Regions from separate parts of the Mus musculus genome. Here regions 1, 2, 3 and 5 are each linked to region 4. The links are chromatin contacts, called in public HiCAR-type and promoter capture Hi-C maps. All regions are on one chromosome and are shown on one strand. The core of a region is the stretch at or near the end of the contact, and the rest is flanking DNA. Distances in the headings are between cores, read along the strand shown.

Evidence for each region. Promoter capture Hi-C pulls out the DNA fragments that hold promoters and counts their contacts. HiCAR-type assays count read pairs that join an accessible place to other places. Capture Hi-C pulls out chosen DNA fragments and counts their contacts.
Region 1: a promoter capture Hi-C map of pre-B cells shows a contact between it and region 4, with 3 times the contacts expected there. The contact joins the promoter of Dtd2 here to the promoter of Snx6 in region 4. A contact is called at or near these places in 5 of 39 promoter capture datasets (the 3T3-L1 cell line, embryonic stem cells, hippocampal neurons and 2 more), 1 of 115 datasets of contacts at active chromatin or transcription factors (astrocytes) and 1 of 9 other capture datasets (adipose tissue).
Region 2: a promoter capture Hi-C map of pre-B cells shows a contact between it and region 4, with 6 times the contacts expected there. The contact joins the promoter of Hectd1 here to the promoter of Snx6 in region 4. A contact is called at or near these places in 5 of 39 promoter capture datasets (the C10 cell line, hippocampal neurons, liver and 1 more) and 1 of 115 datasets of contacts at active chromatin or transcription factors (stem cell-derived neural progenitor cells).
Region 3: a contact with region 4 is called in a HiCAR-type map of astrocytes, with 5 times the contacts expected there. The contact joins the promoter of 1700031P21Rik here to the promoter of Snx6 in region 4. A contact is called at or near these places in 1 of 39 promoter capture datasets (cranial neural crest), 1 of 115 datasets of contacts at active chromatin or transcription factors (astrocytes) and 1 of 9 other capture datasets (liver).
Region 5: a promoter capture Hi-C map of adipose tissue shows a contact between it and region 4, with 4 times the contacts expected there. The contact joins the promoter of Heatr5a here to the promoter of Snx6 in region 4. A contact is called at or near these places in 2 of 39 promoter capture datasets (cranial neural crest and liver), 1 of 115 datasets of contacts at active chromatin or transcription factors (embryonic forebrain) and 1 of 9 other capture datasets (adipose tissue).

The regions. Positions count from the first base shown.
Region 1 is chr12:52,005,057-52,009,249 of GRCm38.p6, reverse strand. It overlaps Dtd2 (D-tyrosyl-tRNA deacylase 2), which reads left to right and starts at 2,743. Exons shown (of 3, transcript NM_029545.3): 1 at 2,743-2,875. The coding sequence starts at 2,765.
Region 2 is chr12:51,827,622-51,832,032 of GRCm38.p6, reverse strand. Hectd1 (HECT domain E3 ubiquitin protein ligase 1) reads left to right here and starts at 2,497. Exons shown (of 43, transcript NM_144788.2): 1 at 2,497-2,830. It overlaps Gm5785, which reads right to left and starts at 3,848. Exons shown (of 4, transcript XM_011244243.2): 1 at 3,765-3,848; 2 at 2,804-3,178; 3 at 1,478-2,743; 4 at 1-1,045. The coding sequence starts at 3,848. The coding sequence ends at 1,892.
Region 3 is chr12:52,599,331-52,603,634 of GRCm38.p6, reverse strand. 1700031P21Rik (RIKEN cDNA 1700031P21 gene) reads left to right here and starts at 1,313. Exons shown (of 3, transcript NR_045910.1): 1 at 1,313-1,455; 2 at 1,580-1,645; 3 at 3,557-3,651. Gm35239 (a long non-coding RNA gene) reads right to left here and starts at 682. Exons shown (of 7, transcript XR_001780617.2): 1 at 1-682.
Region 4 is chr12:54,794,221-54,798,695 of GRCm38.p6, reverse strand. Snx6 (sorting nexin 6) reads left to right here and starts at 3,034. Exons shown (of 14, transcript NM_026998.3): 1 at 3,034-3,048; 2 at 3,195-3,242. The coding sequence starts at 3,043.
Region 5 is chr12:51,969,988-51,974,153 of GRCm38.p6, reverse strand. It overlaps Heatr5a (HEAT repeat containing 5A), which reads left to right and starts at 2,833. Exons shown (of 36, transcript NM_177171.4): 1 at 2,833-2,951.

The sequences.
Region 1 (4,193 bases), core at 1,494-3,993, 2.8 Mb after region 4:
AACTAACAGCTGTCTAATTGGATGCAAAGCCCACTGGACAAGAGGTAAACCATGCCTGTTACTAGAACCTAGCCAAATTCCCCAGGGGTAGTGAGGTCAGGGGTCTTAGAAGAGAATCTACTACATAGCATAACTGTGCTAGCGCAACATAATTTCTAATCCCATTCTAAATTGTATCCTTATATCCATGGGTAAATGTAACTATCACCACTCATCATGGAAGAGTCTCTTAACAGCCAATGAGAATTGTCACAGAGAACCACAACTGGACACAATTTGGAGATCAAAGGATTGTGGGAAGCCCGGCCCCATCTACATCACTTCACATTTATATCATAGATGCTCTTGCATCTATCACTCAAGGAACATCTCAGAAGAGGAAGCAGAAAAATTGGAAGAGTTAGAATACCAGGATGTCTGCTTACAAAACAATCTCTCATAGAAGCTGTTGCATAAAAGAAGCCTGAACAAAGGCAATAGGACATCTCAATAGAGTCTACCCCTAGACAAAGAACTGCAGGCAGCTAATGACTGTACAAAAAGAAAATTAACCTCTCCTATGAATGTCACCCAATACAAAGAGATCAGCTCTGAGACCATATACACACAAACAGCAAAAACACACTCAACAGGTTATATTCGTATATTTTTACATGCTTAATGTAACTATAATAATCGAAGAAAAAAGTTTATTATTGCAAGTGAGGAAAAATAAAAGAAGTTGGGGGAAGAGACTTGGGAGGGGTTGGGGAAGGAAAGTGATATAACTACATTTGAATTAAAATGTGTATAAATGAAAAGTTAAAATAATTTTTAAAAGTAATTGGTTGCCCCCCAAAAAATGCATTCACATAGCTTATAAACACCCTTCCACAACTATGGAATGATTTGTAGCATTTCTGATATAGGAGTCAGCACTGCTTTGAGTGGATGTGGTGGTTTGGGTATGCTCGGCCCAGGGAGTAGCACCATTAGGAGGTGTGACCTTGTTGGAGTAGGTGTGTCACTGTGGGTGTGGGCTTAAGATCCTCATCCCAGCTGCCTGGGAGTTAGTCTTCCACTAGCAGCCTTCAGATGAAGATGTAGAACTCTCAGCTCTGCCTGCACCATGCCTGCCTAGATGCTGCCATACTCCCATCTTGATGATACTGGACCAAACCTCTGAACCTGTAAGCCAGCCCCAATCAAATGTTGTCCTTTATAATACTTGCCTTGGTCACAGTGTCTGTTCATAACAGTAAAACCCTAAGACTGTGGGCAAGATATATTTTGAAAGATTTCTAACTTTTAATTCAGTGTTTCTAAGCTTTGCTAAAGCTGCAACCCAGTTCCTCAGGTTGTCATAACCCCCAACCATAAAATGACCTTTTTTTGGGGGGGGGAGGGGGTTGAGACAGGGTTTCTCTGTATATCCCTGGCTGTCCTGGAACTCACTCTGTAGACCAGACTGGTCTCGAACTCAGAAATCCGCCTGCCTCTGCCTCTGGAGTGCTGGGATCAAAGGTGTGTGCCACCACTGCCCAGCTATAAAATGATTTTCATTGCTACTTTATCACTGTAATTTTGCTACTGTTATAAATAAAATGTAAATCTCTGTGTTTCCCAATAGTCTTTGTAAGACACCGAAGCTGGGCCGCCACTCAAGTCCCGGGATGAGCTGGCCAGCACCCCAGTGACCCGAGAGAAAACCACACCTGATGCAAACTGCAAGAGGTTTTATTATCAGTTAGCTGAGGACAAAGTCCCTCTGCCATGCAGGGCAGGGGAGTTTGACCCTGAGCAGTGACAGTAGGGGGCTTTTAACAGCTAGCTGAGGAATTGGGAGGAGTTGGGAGGAGAGTTGGGAGGAGTTGAGAAGAGTTGGGAGGAGTTGAGAAGAGTTGGGAGGAGTTGGAAGGAGTTGGGAGGAGAGTTCTTCTCTTCCAGGTGTCCTTGGTGAAATTTACAAGGCAGGAGTGAGGAGTGAGTTCTTTCTGAATTTTTATCTCCCGTGTCCTCGGCACAGGAAGGCAGGCATCTCTGGTTGTAAAGTATAGAAACAAAAAGGCTTTTTGCTGGCTATAGTGAACAAAGAGCTTCTTTCTGGCTGTATTTTTAGAGATCAGGGAAAACAAGCTTGGGGAACGTCCCAGGGGCTTTACCTTCCAGGGAGAAATGCTCTAAATCGGGGTCCCACATCTTAGGTGCTCCCTTCTATAGTTGCATCTGTCCCCCACCCACAGGTTAAGTTCCCTCTCTGCCTGCTTTGAGATCAATTGATCTCATTCTAGTTATGTCTTTATAATAAATATAGAATGGATTTAACTCTGACTTACATTCTTTCCAATACCTGGAAACCTAAGCTTTCTGAAATGAAAAATATTTCTTCAAAAGCTATGAAGCAGGTAGCAGAGCAGGATGGGGTGGGGTGGGGCTGTGGGCGGGCACACATGTAATTCCTGCAATTGGGAGAAGGAGTTCAGTTCAAGGTCAGCCTCAGCTATGTGGTTATTGCGACCAACCCCGACTCTATGAGACCCTACCTCCAAAAACAAAACTAAAAACGAGGCATTCGAGGATGAGATTAGGTTAAAGAAGGAGGGAGAGAAGGAGAGACAGAGATCTCTAAACAAAAACCCTCCAAGAGACTGAAGCTTCAAAGCTCCAAAGCTGGTCAATTCCACATCCGGGACTCCGGAGAGCCAGGCGGAGGCCCCGCCCACTTAGGTGGGGCCACGAGCAGTGGGAGGCGCCTACCCGAGCATGCGCAGTGCGGACCCGCGCCATGGCGGACGGTGGTCGTGTGGCCCAGGCTCGTGCGCTCCTGCAGCAGTGCCTGCACGCTCGCCTGCAAGTGCGCCCGGCCGATGGAGACGCCGCGGCGCAGTGGGTGGAGGTAACGCCCGGCCCTATCCGCGGAACCGTGCCGGTCTTCCTGTCATCTTTCGTGAGATGAAGAGCTTGTCCCTTTCCGTCTGCCCACTTTAGTGGGCTGCCTAGCTGTCTCTTTGGACTTGGCGTCTGGTGGTGGCCTGTGCCCCACTGGTTCGCTCTGCAGCTCTCAGCCTGCGGATGATCTTTCTGCCTTAGTATATTAAGTGTTGAGGTAACAGCGTGAGCCATCTCGCTTCTCAGAATTTTCAGGGAATCTCACCGCCAGTAGATCCTTAGATTCCATTATCCCGCAATGCGGGGCTGCTCACCACCACCTGTAACTCCAGCTCGGTCGGATCTGATGGCCTCCTCTAGGCGGGACAGACACCTGCCGTTGTACACAGACACACAAGTGCACATAGTTAAACAAAAATCTTTTCCCAGGTAATTCAAGTATGAGTGCAGAGCTAGCTATATTTACACAGAAAACCATTAGAACCAGAAAGATATAGCTGAACGTAATGTCGCTAACAGTTAAATTGAGTCTCAAACATGTATAAAGCTTTGGAAGTTAAAGCATGAAATATAACTGTGTGTCTGCCTTCCCATTTATTTTTATGTAGCATTTGATAAACACCTGGGTTGTATTTACTGTGAGCTCAGCGCTGTTTTAAGCAGTTTGCAGTTATTAATTCATTTAATCTTTGTGGTGGCTTCTGAATCAAGTGAGCCAAGGAAATTAACATACAATCGATTCCCTCAGTGGTAGCAACGAAGTCATTTATCACTTGTTTATTTTCTTGTAGACTGTCTTACAGGAACTAGTAAACAAATATTCAAGTCATTATGTAAAATGAGAAGGTGTATATTCCTGATAACAACCAACCTTTTCCTACAGAACTTATCATAAATGTAATTTTCAAAGCCCAATCATTGGGTTTTCTTCAGGCATTGACCACGGTAACAGAAAAAGCAACTGAACAGTTCCTGGAATTTGTAAAAATAAGACAAGACCCCATGTAGAAATACCACTCTGTTTAAATGACTTAGGGGAAAATACAAAGTAACATCAGAGGACACTACTAACACTGTTGCTTATTCAACAGCCCCATGTGGGAAAAGGAGGATCATTTGATGTTGAATAAATCAGCCTGTAACTTTCTGTGGGCCTGGCAGAATTTGGGGGAGGCTGTCTGAAAACTGCTGGCTCAGTAGAAATAAATGCAGGCATGGTTTGTAATCTTCACCCCTTTTGACTGTAAATAAGCATGGTGCTTAAGACTTGGCAAGGATTATTTTGTTTCTCATAATTTATTTAGAATTCAAGACTCTCCTTATTT
Region 2 (4,411 bases), core at 1,248-3,747, 3.0 Mb after region 4:
CAAAACCAGAGCCTTTTTTTATCTTACACAGGGGCACTATTACTTTCCACGGGTACCAAGAGCGCTCCGGCTGAATCACACCCTTCCAGCGTTTGGTGTTATTGGGCTTTGGTTTTTCGCCCTTCTAATGATGTTTAGAAGTCTCGAGTGTTCCCTTCCTTCCCTCTGCCCTCTTTTCCCTTCTTCAGACACGGTCATTCTATGTATTCTAGGCTGGAACCCAGTTCATTATGTAGCTGAGGAAGTTCATTATGTAGCTGAGGAAGCTCTTGAACTGCTTCTTCTGCCTGTGATGGAAATTAAAAGTCTGTCCGTCTGTCCCACCAATCCCAGTTTTAGGGCCTGGTTCTATCCAGTCCTGGACAGAGAACCCAGGCTTTGTGTGTAGTAGGTAAGTACCCTACCAACTGAGCTGTTATCTATAGCTCTAGAGTATTATTTTAAAATTTCTTTTCCTCAAAGATTTATTTAAATTACTTTTACATTATGTGCACATGTGCATGCCTGTGTGTGGGTGAATGCATGTAAACGCAGGTGCTTGTAGAGGCCAGAGGCATCAGATGTGAGCTGCCTGATATGGGTACTGGGAACCAAACGCACAGACCACCAGTGAGTATCTTCAATTTCTCAAGGCCAGATAATGTTAAGCATCTTTCATATGCTTTCTCGCCAGCCACTGGGATGTCTTCTTGGTTAAATGTCTCCAGTCTTTTACAATTTCTAATTAAGGTTTTTTTCTTTTCTTTTTTCTTTTCTGAGACAGGGTTTCTCTGTGTAGCTCTGGCTGTCCTGGAACTCACTCTGTAGTCCAGGATGGCCTCAACTCAGAAGTCCACCTGCCTCTGCCTCCCAAGTGCTGGGATTAAAGGTGTGCGCCACCACTGCCTGGCAAGGTTTTTTCTTATTCTTGGGTTTGAAGAGTTTTTCATTTGTTCTGGCCACAGTCCTGTGGTAGCTACATTGTTAGAAAGTATTTTTCCTGTTGGGGAACTTTGGAAATTTCTGCATGAGCCGTTCATAGTCTGTGAAGGTAGATTCCAGGCATCTGTATATGAAGAAACACATTGTGTTACATCTAAACAACTTACTATTATTTAGCAGTAAGAATTAAATGGGCTCCCAAGCCAGGTGTTAGCATACTTGTTAGCATACTCAGGAAGGAAGCCCTCTTGTTAGCATACTCAGGAAGCTGAGGCAGGAGGATATTGACTTTAGGCCAGCCAGGGTTACATAAGCATACCCACTTCAAAACAACAAGAAAAACAAAAAGTAAAAAACAAAACCAAATAAAAAAATCCAGTACAACAAAACAAAACAAAACACAACACAACACCAAATAAATGAGCTACCAAGCTATAAAAACTCACAGAGGATCCTTAAAGAGTGTTAGTGAATAATTCCAACTAGAAACGATATTTTGGAAAGGGCAAAACCATAAACAAAGAGATCAGTGGGAACTCTCTGTCCTTAGCCCTACCTGGCCAGGAACACATGATACAGAACAGGGTAGCCATAACTTATTCTCTGTACTTTCTGTTCAATTTGCTGTGGATCTAAAACTCTTCTAATGAAAACTTTTCCGGGTGTCTCTAATGTGCCGCCAGGGTTGAAAACTACTAGCCTCGGTCTTTGCATACAGTTCTTTCCTAAAATTAGGTATCTACTGCTATTTTGTTGTTGTTGTTCAAAGGATGAGTTCAGTATGGAGTCTTTTTCTTCCTCTTTTTCTCTCCCTTGGCTGCTCCTTCTTCATCACCACCGTCGCCGCCCTGTAGCCCAGACAAGTCTCGACCTCATTTTGTAGCCAAGGATGACCTTGAACTCCAGCCTCCAGTTCTCTAGTGTCACGGTTACGTGAGGACTCCACTAGCAGCGGCTAGTATTTGATTTTTCAACGCCCATGAAATAAAAGTTTGACGGGAATAACTACGGAAGTACAAGTGACCACGAGCCGAAGGCAACTGTGTGGGAAGTCCTCGATGCTGGCTGCTTCCCGGGACTCCACGGTGGGCAGGCAGGAGGCACGAGTTCCCGCAGCCGTCCTGGTCCCATCTGCGCCGAGGCGATAACGCCCGGCTGCGCAGCGCTCGCCGAGTTCCCAGGCTCGCTGGGAAGCGTTCTGGTAAACCGCTGGCTTTAAAAGTCCGGAGGAGGGGGTGACCCGGGCACGCCGAGCGCCTGCGAGACGGTGGCCTCCGTTCCGCAGGACTCCGGAGCGGCTCGCGCCGGGCGAGACGGGCGGAGCGTGCGCGGAGCAGCTGCTGGCGGCGCGCGCGGATTGACAGCGCGGCGACTCGGGCGCCGGGAGGCCGGGCTGAGGAGAGCCGTAGCCGACCGCCGAAGGAGCCCGGCGCCCCCCGTCGTCGCCCCGTGCCGCGGGGTCCGGCCTCCGCAGCGCCCCAGGTGGCCGCGGGCAGGGCGGCCGGGAGGCGTTCGCTCCGCCTCCGCCGGCGCGGCCTTCACCAGCCTCCCCGCCCGGCGCTCGGCCGACCCTTCTCCTGCCCCCGCCCGGCTGGCGATGGACGCGGCGTCTCCCCGCTGCCGCCGACGGCCCCGCGCGGACCTGGCTCTGAACCGCAGGGTCTGAGGAGCCGCGTGCTGGGGTCGGGACCCGCGCTGGCTGCCGCCGCTCGGGGGAGCCTCTCGCTTCCTTGTCACCGGGTCCCCGCGGAGGAAGGGGAGGGACGAGACACGGCTTTTCCTGTGCCGCCTGCCTGGCTCGACCTGCGCGGCCTGCGGTTTCCTAGGAACTCGAGGGCCGCGGCCGGGCCAGGCTCTGCCCGCGGCCTGCTTGGAGCTGGACCGGAGCTGTTTGGTACGGCGAGCCAGGGTAAGAGCCTGCGGTCAGGGTAGGCGGGGGCGCTAGGCGCTGTCGGCAGGCTGGGCCTGCGCGAGGATCCGGGCCGCCGAGTCCAGCGGCGGGCGCGGAGCTGGACCCCAGCGCGGTGAGGTCGGTCTTCCGCCGTCGCCTCTGCGTATCGGGCCCTTTGTTCCCCTCTCCGGGCCTTACGGGGCTTGGCTTGTTGGCTTCGGAGCTCCGGCTACGCGCTCCTTGTCCTTGGTAAGGCTCAGCCGCCCGGCGGGGACCGGGGACGTCCCGCTGGGCCTCCGAGTTCCGGGAGACCCGCACCCCAGCCGCTCGGCGGCTTCCTCTTGAGCTCGCAGGTTTGCTGCTTCTCTAGAACTTCGCCCTCCGCCCGGAGGCAGGTAGCTAACTTAGCCAGGTTGGCTGTCAGCGTCGCGGCTCCGGCCTTGATCAGGCCGAGGACGATGGGGCAGCCCCGCCGGGCGCGGCCGATGGGTGCCCACCGCGACCCGCCTCTAGGTTCCCACACCGGCAGGTGGATTGCGTGGGACGCAACGCTGTCCTTTGGTCGGGCATCTAGAAGCTTTTGTAATGACTTGCCTGCCTAGACTACTTCTCAAAAAATTTTTTACATAAAAACTAACTGCCCCATCCTATGGGAGAAAGAATGTCTGCCTGTCTGTCCGTCTGCCTGGGGGGGGGTGGTAACCTGTTAGTTGTATTTACTTTAGCATCAAGCCCCCCCCCCAAAAAAAAAAAAGTTTTAAGAACATTTGCCTAGATTACCAGAAGTTCTTATCAGTATTTACTTCCGCATAGGTAGATTTCATATCTAATTACTGTTTGTATTTGGGCATATTTTAGGAGTAAGTTTGAGAATTCAAAACTCGTGAGAAGGGAAATTCAATCCGAAGAAGAATTGGATTGGAAAGTGGTCTTTAAAACTACTGGATCTGACCCGTATCTGAAGCTCCGATTTTTGGTGGAGTTTGGGGGGAGGTTGCAGGAAGAAGTTGACTGGTAAAAGAACTTTTTTGTACATGTTTTTTGCCTTTTGGCACAGACATTGGTGATAACAGTACTGGGATCCAAAACTTGTTTCATAGTGTTTGACCAAGACAGCTCTGGTTTCTAGTTAACTAGCAACCTAATCAGCATATATTCATTCCAGTGTTAAACTGTTTTGCCTTGAGGGTTTTTGCATTAAGCCCAGGAAGTAGACTGCTGCATATGTAGCATACTTTTTGAAGTAATACTTTGCAGTTTGGAAAGTTTTTTTTTGTTGTTTTGTTTTTGTTTTTTCAAGACAGAGTTTCTCTGTATAGCCCTGGCTGTACTGGAAATCAGCTTTGTAGACCAGGCTGGCCTTGAACTCAGAAATCTGCCTGCCTCTGCCTCCCTAGCGCTGGGATTAAAGGAGTGTGCCACCATGCCCGGCTGGAAAGTTTTTTTTTTTAAAGCATATATATTTGCTTATTTTGTGTGTGTGCAAGTATGTGTGCGTGTGCATATCACAGTGCAATATGGAAATTGGAGAATAGCTCTGTATGTATATACATATACACATGCATGTGTGTGTGTGTGTGTGTCTCTTGAGGACCTGAG
Region 3 (4,304 bases), core at 64-2,563, 2.2 Mb after region 4:
AACCCCTGCTGCTTAGTGGGGATCACGCTGGCGGCGTGGGTCCGTGTGGTTTACCTTGGGGTTATGCAAATTAGCTCCTGGTGCATGTTGGGTAAGAGCCTTCCTCTAGAGGCCTGGGGAGGGGAGTGAGTTCTCTAAGCAGTCCGCTATCCGGCACGCTGGGAGGCTCGCTGTTCTCCTACGTCTGTGTGGGAGCTTGAGAAATGTGTGGCAGCTAAGTGACCAGGGCCCTGACTCGATCACCTACTCCCCCCACACACTAAAACAGGACACTTGTTACCTATGTTCCACTAGTCCAATGCCTGTTGAAGTATGCCCAACCCGCCAGGTGACCCCTCCCCAGCATAGCCTACTCGGTCCCAGAACTATGGGCACCATACTCTAGGAACGCAGCAAAAGCTTGGGGAGGTCCTCTAGAGCCTGGGGTACAGTCTGTTCCCAGCAGGCGCTGCCCGGCCTGGACCCGCGAGTTTGACTGGGCGGCCACGCCCGTCCACTCTCTGCGGGTGGCCGGTCGCAGGTAACGCCTGCCTGTGCACATTTTGCGCAGGCGCCGATTAGGTCCAGGACCGAGGCTCGGGGACCAGGGGCCGCACCCCTTCACAGGTGTCTGGCAGGCGCTAGACGTTGCCTGGTAACCAAACATCCGGAACACAGATGCAAGGGCGGAAGCCCACCTACTTGGCCTGAGAGGGAAATTTAAGGATTTACACTGCTCACTTTGGAGTAGAATAATAGCAGAGTCACTCTTGTACTTCCGTTCCTTTTCCTGTATATTAAATGACATGTTAGCCCTGTTATGATACAAATGTGTAAAACATACCTACTTGGAGGAAATATTTGTTGTAATTTTAAATAACAGCGAAGTCTTAGCTGTTCAAGTCATAGCTTTGTGGGCTGTAAAATGAGGGACAAAGGTCAGAAACTGCTAGTTTGGTGTGGTTTCAGTATTTCTCAGAATGAAGTCTGGGCAAAGGTTTTCCTGTGTGCTTATAATTATCACCATTAGTCGGCTGTGGTGTGGCACCTGCCTGTAATCCCAGTACTTGGGTGGGAAACAGAGAAGAACTAGAAGTTCAAGGGCAGATTTCCCTACATAGTGAATACAAGCCCAGCCTAGGCTAGTCAGCTAAAATTCCTTCTCTTGAGCAGACAGACAAGGCCTATCCTTGTTCCAGCAGCAAACAGAAGAGTCCTCCAAAGGACACTCTGCGGAGGGAATGGTGAGTTGAGCTTCCTTCTATGACGTAAAGGAGGAGTTGCTCACAGAGCCAGGGTGTTCATCCCCCCAAGTTACGCCTAGAAAGCCTTTACCCAGTCGGGATGAAGACTTCTCCACCCAGCCACCCCACTCCCTTAGTCTTCCTAGGTTACAGACTCTACCCCTCCCCTCAGCGAGGCCACTTCTAGTTATGGATAAAATTGCGTACTACAGTAGGTAGGGTGGATACTCAGGTAAGGGTCGCCTGACCTCCCTGCCCCTTTATGAGCAGGTGTGGGTCAACAAGCCCAGCTGAGATGATCTTTTGCCAGTAGACATTACAGAATGTGGTAAGATAGATTTTGTTTGTTTCAGAAGATAGTCCTGTACAACACCTATACAAACTGTCTCAATTCATTAACAAACGAACTACCGAAGGACAAGGCAAGTTACTACTTAATTTAACTAGAGTTTCTTTTTTTTTTTTTTCCCTTCTCCTCGTCCTCCCATCTTTCCTCCAACTTGGCATGAGAAAATAATTTTAAAACTTGTTTAATTGGCACCGGTTTTCTGATATGCAGAAAAAGAAGGGTTATGAAGTCACGCAGAGCCGGGCGGTGGTGGCGCACACCTTTAATACCAGCATTCGGGAGGCAGAGGCAGGCGAATTTCTGAGTTCGAGGCCAGACTGGTCTACAGAGTGGGTTCCAAGACAACCAGGGCTATTCAAAGAAACCCTGTCTCAAAAAAAAAAAAAAAGAAAGTTGGTTGTTTTCTAACAACTTTTGAAAAGTAATAAAACACTGTTCTTCCCCCAGGAAAAACAGGAGTGAAAATGACAGGTCTATTGAATTAAAATTTCCAATTAGATGCTTTTTAAAAATGCTTTGGTGTAACTTTCTATTAGCCTGCCTTTTATGATAATTTTGTATTTATTTACTTTCCATCTAGATTGCAACTTCCCCTTTCTCCTCTCCTCTGAGACCCTCCCTCCCTCCCTCTCCTCACAGTCCCTCCCTCTCACCTCACCTCTCCCCCTCCCCCTCCCTTTGTTTCCATAAACTAACATTCAGATGTCTGAATGAATGCTTAATCAAGCCAACTTCAGGTTTAGGTCAGTAAACAAGCATTAATTTAATGATTTTTATCTCAACATCCCCATGAGGTTAAATGGGTTTTAGTACTTCTTTTAATATTTTTATTGCATTGTTTATTTATTTCCTTTGCATGTGTGTTGTGGTCAGAGGACAATTTGCCAGGAGTTAGATTTCTCCTTCCACCAAGTAGGTTCTAGGGATAAAACCCTCATTCATTGGGCTGGATAGCAAGCGCCTTTACCAATCTCACTGATTTTCAGTACTTCTGAGGACTCCAAAGTATGTGGGTAAGATTTAGTTTTCTTTTCTTTCAAGTGAAAAATTAACTTGAGATAGAGATTATAGAAGAAAACATAGGAAAGTATTTTTTGCAACCTTAGGGTGAACAAAGAGTTCTAAGATAGAATACAGAAAGTAGAATCTCTGAAAAACTTGTCAAACTGGTCTTTATCATAAACAGAGTCAAACTGTTCAACAGAGAGTCAAACTGTAATACAAGACAAATCTCAAGAGAATAATCAGAACCCATCATCAGAAATGTATCAAGAATAAATTAAGATGGGGCTGGAAAAAAGGCTCAGCAGTTAAGAGCACTGGTTGCTTTTCCAGAGGACCCAGGCTCATTCATAGCAAACACCTGATGGCTCACAGATGGTTATCTGAAACCCCGGTTCCAGGCAGTTGACCTCCTCTTCTAATTTCTGAAGGCACCAGGCACATTGTGGAACACAGGCAGACATACATACAGGCAAAACACTCATACCCATAAGAGAAAATAAATCTAAATGGGCAAAAGGTTTAGACAAATATTTAGCAAAAGTATAACAAATGAAAAGCACAATGAAACAAAAAGGGAAAATAGAAAAAGATATATAAATGCCTCCCCTGAAAATGGAAACAAATTCAACAGGCTAATCCTCAGAAAATTGCTCATGTCTGCTAAATACCATCTCACAGTACTAAAATGACAAAACTCAAGAATAAACAAAATCAGGCGACTCTGCAGAGCATCTAGCACTCTTAGGTGATGGGTAGACACTGTCAGGGAGGGAGAGAGGAGAGCTGATACATTTTTGAAGAACTCTTTAGCTTTTCCTGTGCAAAGATTCATGCTAATTATCACCTTGGCATAGTCAGGAGTCACTGGAAGGTGGACATCTGACGTTCCTGTGTGGGATTAGCTTGATATTAGTTGTGATATATATTGATGTGAACTGACCGCTTGCAAGCCAACACTCACCCTCTCCCCTCATTGTAGATGTCATGTGACCAGCTACTTCAAGTTTCTGTTGCCCAGACTTCTTTCCATGATCAACTGTACCTTGAACTATAAGTGTACATAAATGACTCTTGAAATTACTTTTGCCAGAGTATTTTATCACAGCAATAAAAAAAGTGGGAAGTCTTACAGAGGGAAACATATTGGGACCCACCAGTTTCTAATTTCTATTTATACAGGAGAAATTAAGACTTAAATCCATAGATTTGTATAATGTGGGGAAAGATGGATTGTGACATACGGATACAATGGAATGCTATTCAGCCATAAGAAGAAGCCTGTTGCTGATGTGCACAGAATGAATGTGTTTCACAGGTGTGGTACACAAAAGAAGACAACTGGGAGAGGTTTGTGTCATGAGTCTATTCATGAAAGTCTATGCACATGTGCCAGTGAGATGACTCAGCAAGTAAAGGTGCTTACTTGCCACTGAGCCTGACAACCTGAGCTCTCTCTGAGACCTACAAGGTGGGAGGAGAGAATCAATTTCTGACTTTCACACAAGGCACAGGTATTCCCCAAATCCTACATACATAAATCCTACCTATCCTACATAAATAAATGCAATTAAGAAGTGTTTAAAGCTCCCAGGATTCAATGTGGGTGATCTTAAACAAAATGCCCAACAGTGGGGAGATAGAACCTGAAGAGACTACCTCTAGTAGTCAGACAGGGCTTTCAGTGGAGGGATGGAGACACCAACACACCTTCAAGATTTTCAACCCAG
Region 4 (4,475 bases), core at 1,785-4,284:
CCTCTGGAGAAGAACAGCCAGTGCTCTTAACTGCTTAGTCATCTCTCCAATCCCTTAATGATGGTTTTTAAATGCTTTAACCTTCCTTGTAACCCACTGCCCAACAGAGGTAGTGGAAAAGAAAGGATACAGGGGAAGTGGACCTGTTTAGATAGGTTCTTTGGAGCAACTCCCATCTGTGTTGTCTGGAAATCGACTGTTCAGCTCGCAGGTTAACAGGCAGTGGCAGCTCAATCACTTGCAATCACCTCACAGATGCACCAGCAGTCCAGTTCGGTAGAGTCTGGTTAGTGACAGCAGTGATATAACCTAGCAGAGACACCCTCACCTCAGGCCTCTCCTCGAGTCAGCAGGAGGGACCAACAGGAACACCAGAAGTTCTCAGCTGTGCATCTCTCAGGGAAGCAAAGATCAGCGATGATGAGAGACCTACAAGTGTTGCCCAGCTAGCTGTACCAGCAAGCCAAGCTCTGTTTCCGTCATTCAGTAGAGTCCTATTTATACCCTCCAAACATCACATCTCCTCCACGTACCTTACCTCAGCCTGGCTTTTGCCTCAGCATGGGCATCCAATCAGCCTGAGTCCTTGGAAGCAGCAACAAACCGTAACACACCACCAGAAGTTTTTTGGTGCATTTCTCTCTATGTCGTCCCAACAAATGCAGCTCAACTATGCAATGTAAGGCGGACCAATACATGCGTGTTAGCAAAGAATCTTTCATCACGTGTCCTGTCACGTGCTTGCTTTAGCGGCACATCCTCTTCTCCTGTGTCTGCTTCAGACAAACATTCCTTCACAAGTCTGCCTTAGCCTTTCAACTGTGTTCACTTTAACAAAACCTTCATTCATGTGTTTTCCCCAGCAAAACACCATCTAATCAACTTTCCAAAGAACCCTTAAAAAAAAAAGATTTACTTATGTATTTATTTTATGTGAGCACACTGTTGCTCTCTTCAGACACACCAGAAGACACGTCAGAAGAAGAGATTAGATCCCATTACAGATGGTTGTGAGCCACCATGTGGTGGCTGGGAATTGAACTCAGGACCCCTGAAAGAGCAGTTAGTACCCTTAACCACTGAACCATCTCTCCAGCCCCCTAAAAAACCCTTAAAGTAAATTCAATGGTCTCTCTAAGACCATGGTTGAGAGGAAGTTCTTATTATAGATACAAGAGAGGGTACAATCAATTGGAAGAATCCAGAGCAAGGAGAGAAAGTAGAATTTACAGGAGCAGCAGACTGGACCAGGGCATGAAAGGAGAAAGGGGGGTGGGGAGAGTGAAAGAGGGAAGGAAAAGAGAGACAAGAGAGAGGGGACCAAGAGATCACATAGGGGGCTGGAGAGATGGCTCAGTGGTTAAGAGCACCGAACGCTCTTCCGAAGGTCCTGAGTTCAAATCCCAGAAACCACATGGTGGCTCACAACCATCTGTAAGGAGATCTGACGCCCTCTTCTGCAGTGTCTGAAGACAGCTACAGTGTACTTACATAGAGAGAGAGAGAGAGAGAGAGAGAGAGAGAGAGAGAGAGAACATGGTCGGAATGCACTGGGGAGGGGAAGCCTGTGAGCTGGAGACGTTTAGGGTAGGGGCAGGGTGAGAAGAGCTAAGAGGAGCTGGGCTGCCATCATGGGCCCTGTAGTAGATATTTGAGATGCTGAGAGCCTGGAGGCTGGCCAGCATGTGCACTTTGGTCATTTCAGACTTTTTGTTGATGATAAAGGGCAATGGAATCTCTCTGTAACTGCTTCTTGGCTGAAATTAGGGTGTCATTGTCAGAGCCAGGAAGGCTGAGATGCTAGTAAGGCCAGGGGTGGAGAGAAGATTCACACCAGCAGATCGTTATTTACATGTATATGTGTAGGAAGGGAGGTGGAGAAAATGAGTCAATTGCAGACACGGTGGTATTTGTTTGGATGTGAGGCATGAGGAGATGAAGGATCTGAAGAGGACAAGTCGAAACCAGGCTTGGACCTTGAGAGTGATGATGTCATTAAGTGGAGACACAATAGTCCGGGCGGTGGTGGCACACGCCTTTAATCCCAGCACTTGGGAGGCAGAGGCAGAGGCAGGCAGATTTCTGAGTCAGAAGCCAGCCTGGTCTACAGAGTGAGTTCCAGGACAGCCAGGCCTATACAGAGAAACCCTGTCTCTAAATAAATAAATAAATAAATAAATAAATAAAAGTGGAGACACAGCTTTGCTTGAGTGATCCTTTGTAGAAGTGAAGTGTGGTAAGTTAGAAATGATTATTTTTATAAAATTTATTTATTTATTGGTTTTGTGTGTGTGAAAGGACAATCTGCAGTACCATTCTACCTTGTGGGTCAGTCCTGGGGCTTGAACTCAGGCCTCTAGGCTTAGCAGCAAGTACTTTTCCTCACTGCTAAACCAACATGCTGGCCCAAGGGATTATTTTCTTGAAGCATCTGTGGATGCTCCTTTCCTGCTACTCAGCTGGACAGTTAGATCAGGTCTGGCGATTGTTTCTTAGTATACAGGCAAGGAATACTCTTGTAATGAGAACGGCTCTGTTTTTATAGTGCTCGGTCATTAGCACCCCAAACTGAGGTAGTTATTACTTCCCCAGCAGTAAAAGCTTGATTATAGCCCCTGTCTGCTTATTGTGTGAAGGCTTTTGGCTCCTGAAACTTCCACAGGCAATATGGTATTAATGGTGATTAATCATCATGTAACTCAATACAAAGACAAGAATATTTACTGTGACTTCCTGGGAGTACTGGTACAGTTTTTTAGGGGCCCTCGGGGGCAAGAGACGTGGACCGTTCTCCGGGTGGCCCTGGGGCCTTCCCAAGCCTGAGCTCGCCAGCAGTGAGCAGCGACTATCGCTCTGGGCCAACCCTCCCTCTTACCTGGAGCAAAGGACCCTGCGTCCTTTCCCCTTCAGGGACTGCTCCCCCTCCTAGAGCGGGCGGGGGGCGGGGCTGGCGCTCGGCTCCGCCCTCCGCCCCACCCGCGCGGCCGACTAGGTTCGTGGCCTTGCTTGTGCGACTGCGCGAGCCCTGGACTCGAAGCAGCCATGATGGTGGGTGTTCACGGCGGCGCCGAACTCGGGGCGCGCGGTGGGGGCGGCGGGCGCGGGGACGGCGCGGGCTGGGCGCTAATGTCTCTCTTTGTGTCTCCCCCTTTCCCTGCCTCCCCTTCGGTGTGCTGGGCCCGCCGACCCCACAGGAAGGCCTGGATGACGGCCCCGACTTCCTCTCGGAGGAAGACCGCGGAGTAAGTTGTGTCTTCTGTGGTCTCGACCCTCGGTCCCTCCCCCGCCGTGGCCCGAGAAGGGGTCCAGGCTGCGCTGCCGCCCTGGGTCGCCCTCCCGACCTCCGCGACGCGCGCCCCGCCCTTCTGCAGCCCTTCGTCCCTGGGGTCGGGCGCTTCTCGGTTCCGCTGGTCCCGTGGCCGCTTTCTCGCCCTAGGTGGGCGATCCAACCCTGTGCTGAGCTTGCTTTTCCCAGGCCCCGCTGCAGGTGGGGTGGCCGGGTTGGAACGCCCCCATCCTTGACTCTCTGGGCCACGAAACCCATTTTCAGACCTTCCCGGTGGTACCGTCAAAATCTTTCTGTGGCTTTCTGGAACCTCGTTTCTCCTTTCTCTGCTGAATGGTATGGATTTGGTCTAAATTTACTCTTTTGTAATGATTTTTTTGCAATCAGCAAATCTCAGTTTTGCCCTAAAAGATTTTTAAAGAACGGGTCGCTTTCAGTATCTTTACTTTTTCTAGTATATTCCTCAATCCCCATCCTTTTCAGGATTCTCTCGATATTGTCTCCCATCTCTAGCTCATGTTAAGGTATGACTTACAAAATAATAATTTATATAAAGATGTACAGCGTGATATTTTGATGCGTGTAGAGGTTGTGAAATAATTACCATTGTCAAGTTAATGAACACAGACCTCACTCGGGACCTTACTCAGGTACCTTCATTTTCTTTTTTGAGGAGAGCACTTGGTCTGCTCTCAGCAGAGTTTCAAGTATCCATTATTATTAGTCACTCCACTGTACATTAAGTATCCAGAACTTAAAACTGAAAGTTTGTATCCTTTGACCACTCTCCCCCCTCCCCGCTTCCTGCCCCTTGTTCAAAGGTCTCATTTCTCGCTCCCACTGCATCCCCCCAGCAGCACTCCATTTGTCTTAGTGAAAGATAGCATTGCATGTAGAGCCTTGTACAGGTGCACTGTTACTAATGTATGACTGCCACTAAGCAAAGTTTCATTGTCACCATTTTATCACTCAGCAGCTCACACTTGTCCAGAAACTTGGTTTGAAACAAGTTTCCTTGTACAAAGCAATTTTTTTCCTGCCTCCCAAGTGTGGATGTGGTGCATGCCTCCTAGCCTAGTTTTCCTTTTGTTTTCTATTTTGCGGCTACTTATCCATCCTAGAAAATGTGAGAGATGCAGGTGTTAGTGGATTCAGGATAGATGGTAACCGTGCAGGATATTGTTGTTGG
Region 5 (4,166 bases), core at 1,584-4,083, 2.8 Mb after region 4:
ACTCAATTTCTTTATCTAATTAGAGACTGAAGGTTTCAAAAGAACTTTAGTGCCCTTAGGATCAAATAGGAATGTAACTGTGGTCATTTCCTGTGTAAAATACTGTTAAATGTATTGTGGCAATATCTACCTTTGCTGTGTATGCATATGTAGAGGTACTTTTGAGTTTAACTGCCTCCTTTGAGATTAAACAGCTCAGACTTATCCACTCACCATCATGGGTCAACATCCATGTTGATGTGTTTAAACACCTCTTTGAATATTTATAATGGTGCTTTGCCTATTGAGAGAATCCTACCCAAGGCTTTACATTCTTTTTTTTTTTTTTTTAAATTTGATGTGTATGTTTTGTCACAGTTTTTTTTTTTTTTAAGGTTTATTTATTTATTACATGTAAGTACACTGTAGCTGTCTTCAGACCCTCCAGAAGAGGGAGTCAGATCTCATTACGGATGGTTGTGAGCCACCATGTGGTTGCTGGGATTTGAACTTCGGACCTTCGGAAGAGCAGTCGGGTGCTCTTACCCACTGAGCCATCTCACCAGCCCCCAAGGCTTTACATTCTTATTGAGAATCTATACAGTTAGAGAAAGACCTCTAACTGTATGCATGTGCGTGCACACCAACAGGCGCCATGGGTATGGATATATAAATATTTTCTAGCTGCATTCCTTAGCCAGCGTGGGCAGTAATGCTACAGCAAACAAACCTAGTGCTGCAAAATATACTTAATCCATTAAAAGGAGCCAAGGCTTCCCAAGTAACAGCTGCCTTCACCCTGGGGCAAGGTGAGCCTGAGAAATCTTAATTATGCCACACCGTAAAGGTGCGTCAAGAATTGGGAGATACGTCTAAAGGACACAGAATCTGGATGGTGGGTAGAGAGTACACGTAGTCTTTACAATGTGTTATATCTTTTTAAATGTTTAGTATTAGAATGTTGGGAAATAACTCGAAACACAAAGACACAGAAGCCAAGAATGAATGAATGAATCTCCGACTGAGGAAACTTAGAATTTGATCATCAAAAGAGATGAAAGGGATGGAGACATAGCTCTATGCTGCTCAGGCAGAGGACCTTGGTTCAATTCCCAGCACCCACATCAGGCAGCCCACAACGACATCTGATGGCAGTTCTTAAAGCTCCAACACAGTCTTTAGACTTCCAAGGATACGGCATGCCTACGGTGCAAGTAAAGACAGGCATACCTACGTGCATATAACAAAACAAAACTGTAAGGAACTGAGATAAGCCCTGAGAGAATGTGTATTGTCGACTAAGGCATGGCTATGTCAAGGACCCAAGGCCTCAGACCCATGGGAGTGGCAAAGCCCTCTTCTGGGTCAAGGGTTTACTAATGATTGACCAAAGTGTGCAAAAACCCAGCAACTGCAGCTCACTACAGATACCTCTTATCAAGACTACTAGCCTCATGTTCTGAGGTTCCAGTGGGTTATTTCATAGTTGATGCCACTCCATTAAAATGTGCAGGGCCCACCTTAACCCAACTTTTCTGTGCCTGTGTTTGCCCTTTCTTCTTGCCCCAGTCAGGTTTCTAGGACCAAGCTGTACAGGATGCAACACAAAGAAAAGAAAAGGACACTCATTGCTCTTGCAGAGGACCCCAGTTCAGTTCCTAGCACCCACATCAGGGACCTCACAACTGCCTATAACTCTGATGCCCTCTTCTGGCCTCCATGGGCACTGCATGCATGTGGCACACATATGTGTAGGCCCACACACAAAAAGTTGTAAAAAGTAAATAGATAAATAATGGAAGAACACTATAATCAACTTAATGAAGTGGAACAATTCTATATCCAGTAATATAAATTATGAATTTCTAAACAAGGTTATTCACAGGTACCCTGAAACAAAATAGCTTCAGAAAATACATATTAATTACAAAGATGGAAAAAGGAGCTTTTTGAAGAGCAAACACCGACACATATGAACATGGAATCACTTGTGAGAGTCCTCAAAGATATCTAGTTTAAATCTAATCATGAATAAATATCAGACAGAATCAGAATGAAAGCCTTTCTATAAAAACAGTGAGCCAATAGTCTTCAAAGTTGTCAAGGTTGTAAATGTCAAAGACTAAGGAAGTATTCCAGATTGAAGATATGCATTGCAACTAGAAAGAACACTTATTTCGGAACTGAAGGCCTTTCCTTACAAGGAACATGATTGAGACAACCAAGAAACCGAGTGTATTGCATAAAGAATATCGCTATTGCAGTTATTATGACTATGTGTAAACTGCTTAGGAACACTGTGACATAATATTAGCAACTTAAATCTCAAAACCGTTCGGGGAATAATGTTTTTGAACTACGATTGCAACCTTCTTGTAAGCTTGTTTCAAAACAAGGGAAAAAAGTTACACTCAAAATCCTGATTATAGTGGAAAAACACATCTGACTCAGAGCCACGGACTCCGCGTGGAATCTTCACATAGTCCTTTTACAGTTAGGTTCCTGTTAAAAGTTCTTTAGAGTCCCTTCCTCGGGTAAGATTCCATCATATCCTCCTTCAGCTCCGGCCCTGCCTGAATATTTCCAGGCTCCTGAAGTGTCTGCCTTTTAAGCCGCAAGTGTAGATTCTGACTGGCGACAAAAATAGACAAAAATAGTTGTGGCCGGAATCTCCGGACTGGAGGACAGCACGCTGTCCTAGAAGTGACTTCTGCCTCAGGAGCTCCCATCGCTCTCTCGGCGGTGGAGTAGTCACGCCTGCCACAGTGTGCGCTCCCTGGCTCGGCGGGCGGCTGGCCAGCCTGGGCGCGGGAGGGGCCGGGCCCTCCCAATGGCCGCTCCCGCCGCGCTGTCAGCCCCGCCCGCCCTCCCAGCTCCGCATTCGCCCGCGGGGAGCCGGGTGCCGCTGTGCTGTCGCGGAGCCGGGAACGTGGCACAGCCGGGACGGGTGTGAGCTCAGGGCGTCTCTGCAGGCAAGCCGGGAGATCCGGAGAGGAAGCTGGGGGCGGCGTGCTTAGGGACTGGGCGGGAGCGGCTGGAGCCGGGTGGCGCGGGTCCCGGGTGGGCGCGGTGCGGAGGCTGAGGACCCGGCCCGGTGGGACGGAGCCGAGGGGGACGGGGTCCCGGCTGCAGGCACAGACGGGACACGGGGGCTGACTGCGGCGTGGCGGGTTTCCTCCTCAGCCCAACAGGTAGGCGGGGTCGGCAGCTGCGGGGCTGGGACGCGGGAGGGGAAAGTCGGGGACCCGGTCGCCTGCCCCGCGGCTGGGGACCCGCCCTGCACCTCCAGGTCGGCCCCCAGCAGCAGAGAGTGGACGTTGCCAGAAGTTTCCAGGTCTTCTTAAGAAGGAAAGCCTTCGCCAGGGGCGTTTGCGGAGTCGGTGGAAACGTTTGTTTTTTATTTTCCTTTATTTGCTTATTTCACGCCAGCAAGAAAGAGATCATCTCAAATGATTGCAAATCGTTTGCAAATCGTTAGAAACTTCGTAAAGCACCTAATGGAACTTAGTAACCGTAACGTGTACCTCTGACAAGTTAAGGGAATTTGAACTCTCAGGTCAGACAAATTAGATGGTTTGTAGTCTTTTGGGTTGTGCGTGGTTTATAAGAATGCTAGTCACCCTAAAGGAACTAAAGAGCTTAGAGATAAGGAGAAGTTTAAGGAAGTAAAAAAAAAAAAAAGCCCTATAACAGTTCAGGACTTTGAAAAACAATGCTGGGAGATTAACTTAAGTTAACCCTAATGCAAGGTTGCCTGGTTTTATTTCGCAAACATCTTAGAGACAATGTCTGAGGATGAGGTTTGATTATTTATTTGAGACGGTCTCAAACCTGCCTCTGCCTTCAGAGTGTTGGAATTTAAGGGGTGCACTAATACACAGAGGCAAAGAATGAGATTTTAGATAAGCATCCAAAAACGAATAAAGCCAGGCTTAACGTTGCACATCTGTAGTTCTAGTATTTAGGATGTTGAGGCAGAAAAGGGGAGCGTTCCCAGCCAACCTAGGCTTAGGTAGAGAGAGCCACATCAGCTAACTCACTTTCAAAAAAAAAAAAAAAAAAAACGAACACCAGAGAGCAAGGAGGCAGTTTTACTAAGATAGGGGCGGGAGAATATTGGAGAGCGGATTGGTTGTGCTGTGGAATGCACTTACTTTACATAGATAGCTGTAGGTCAAGAATAAACT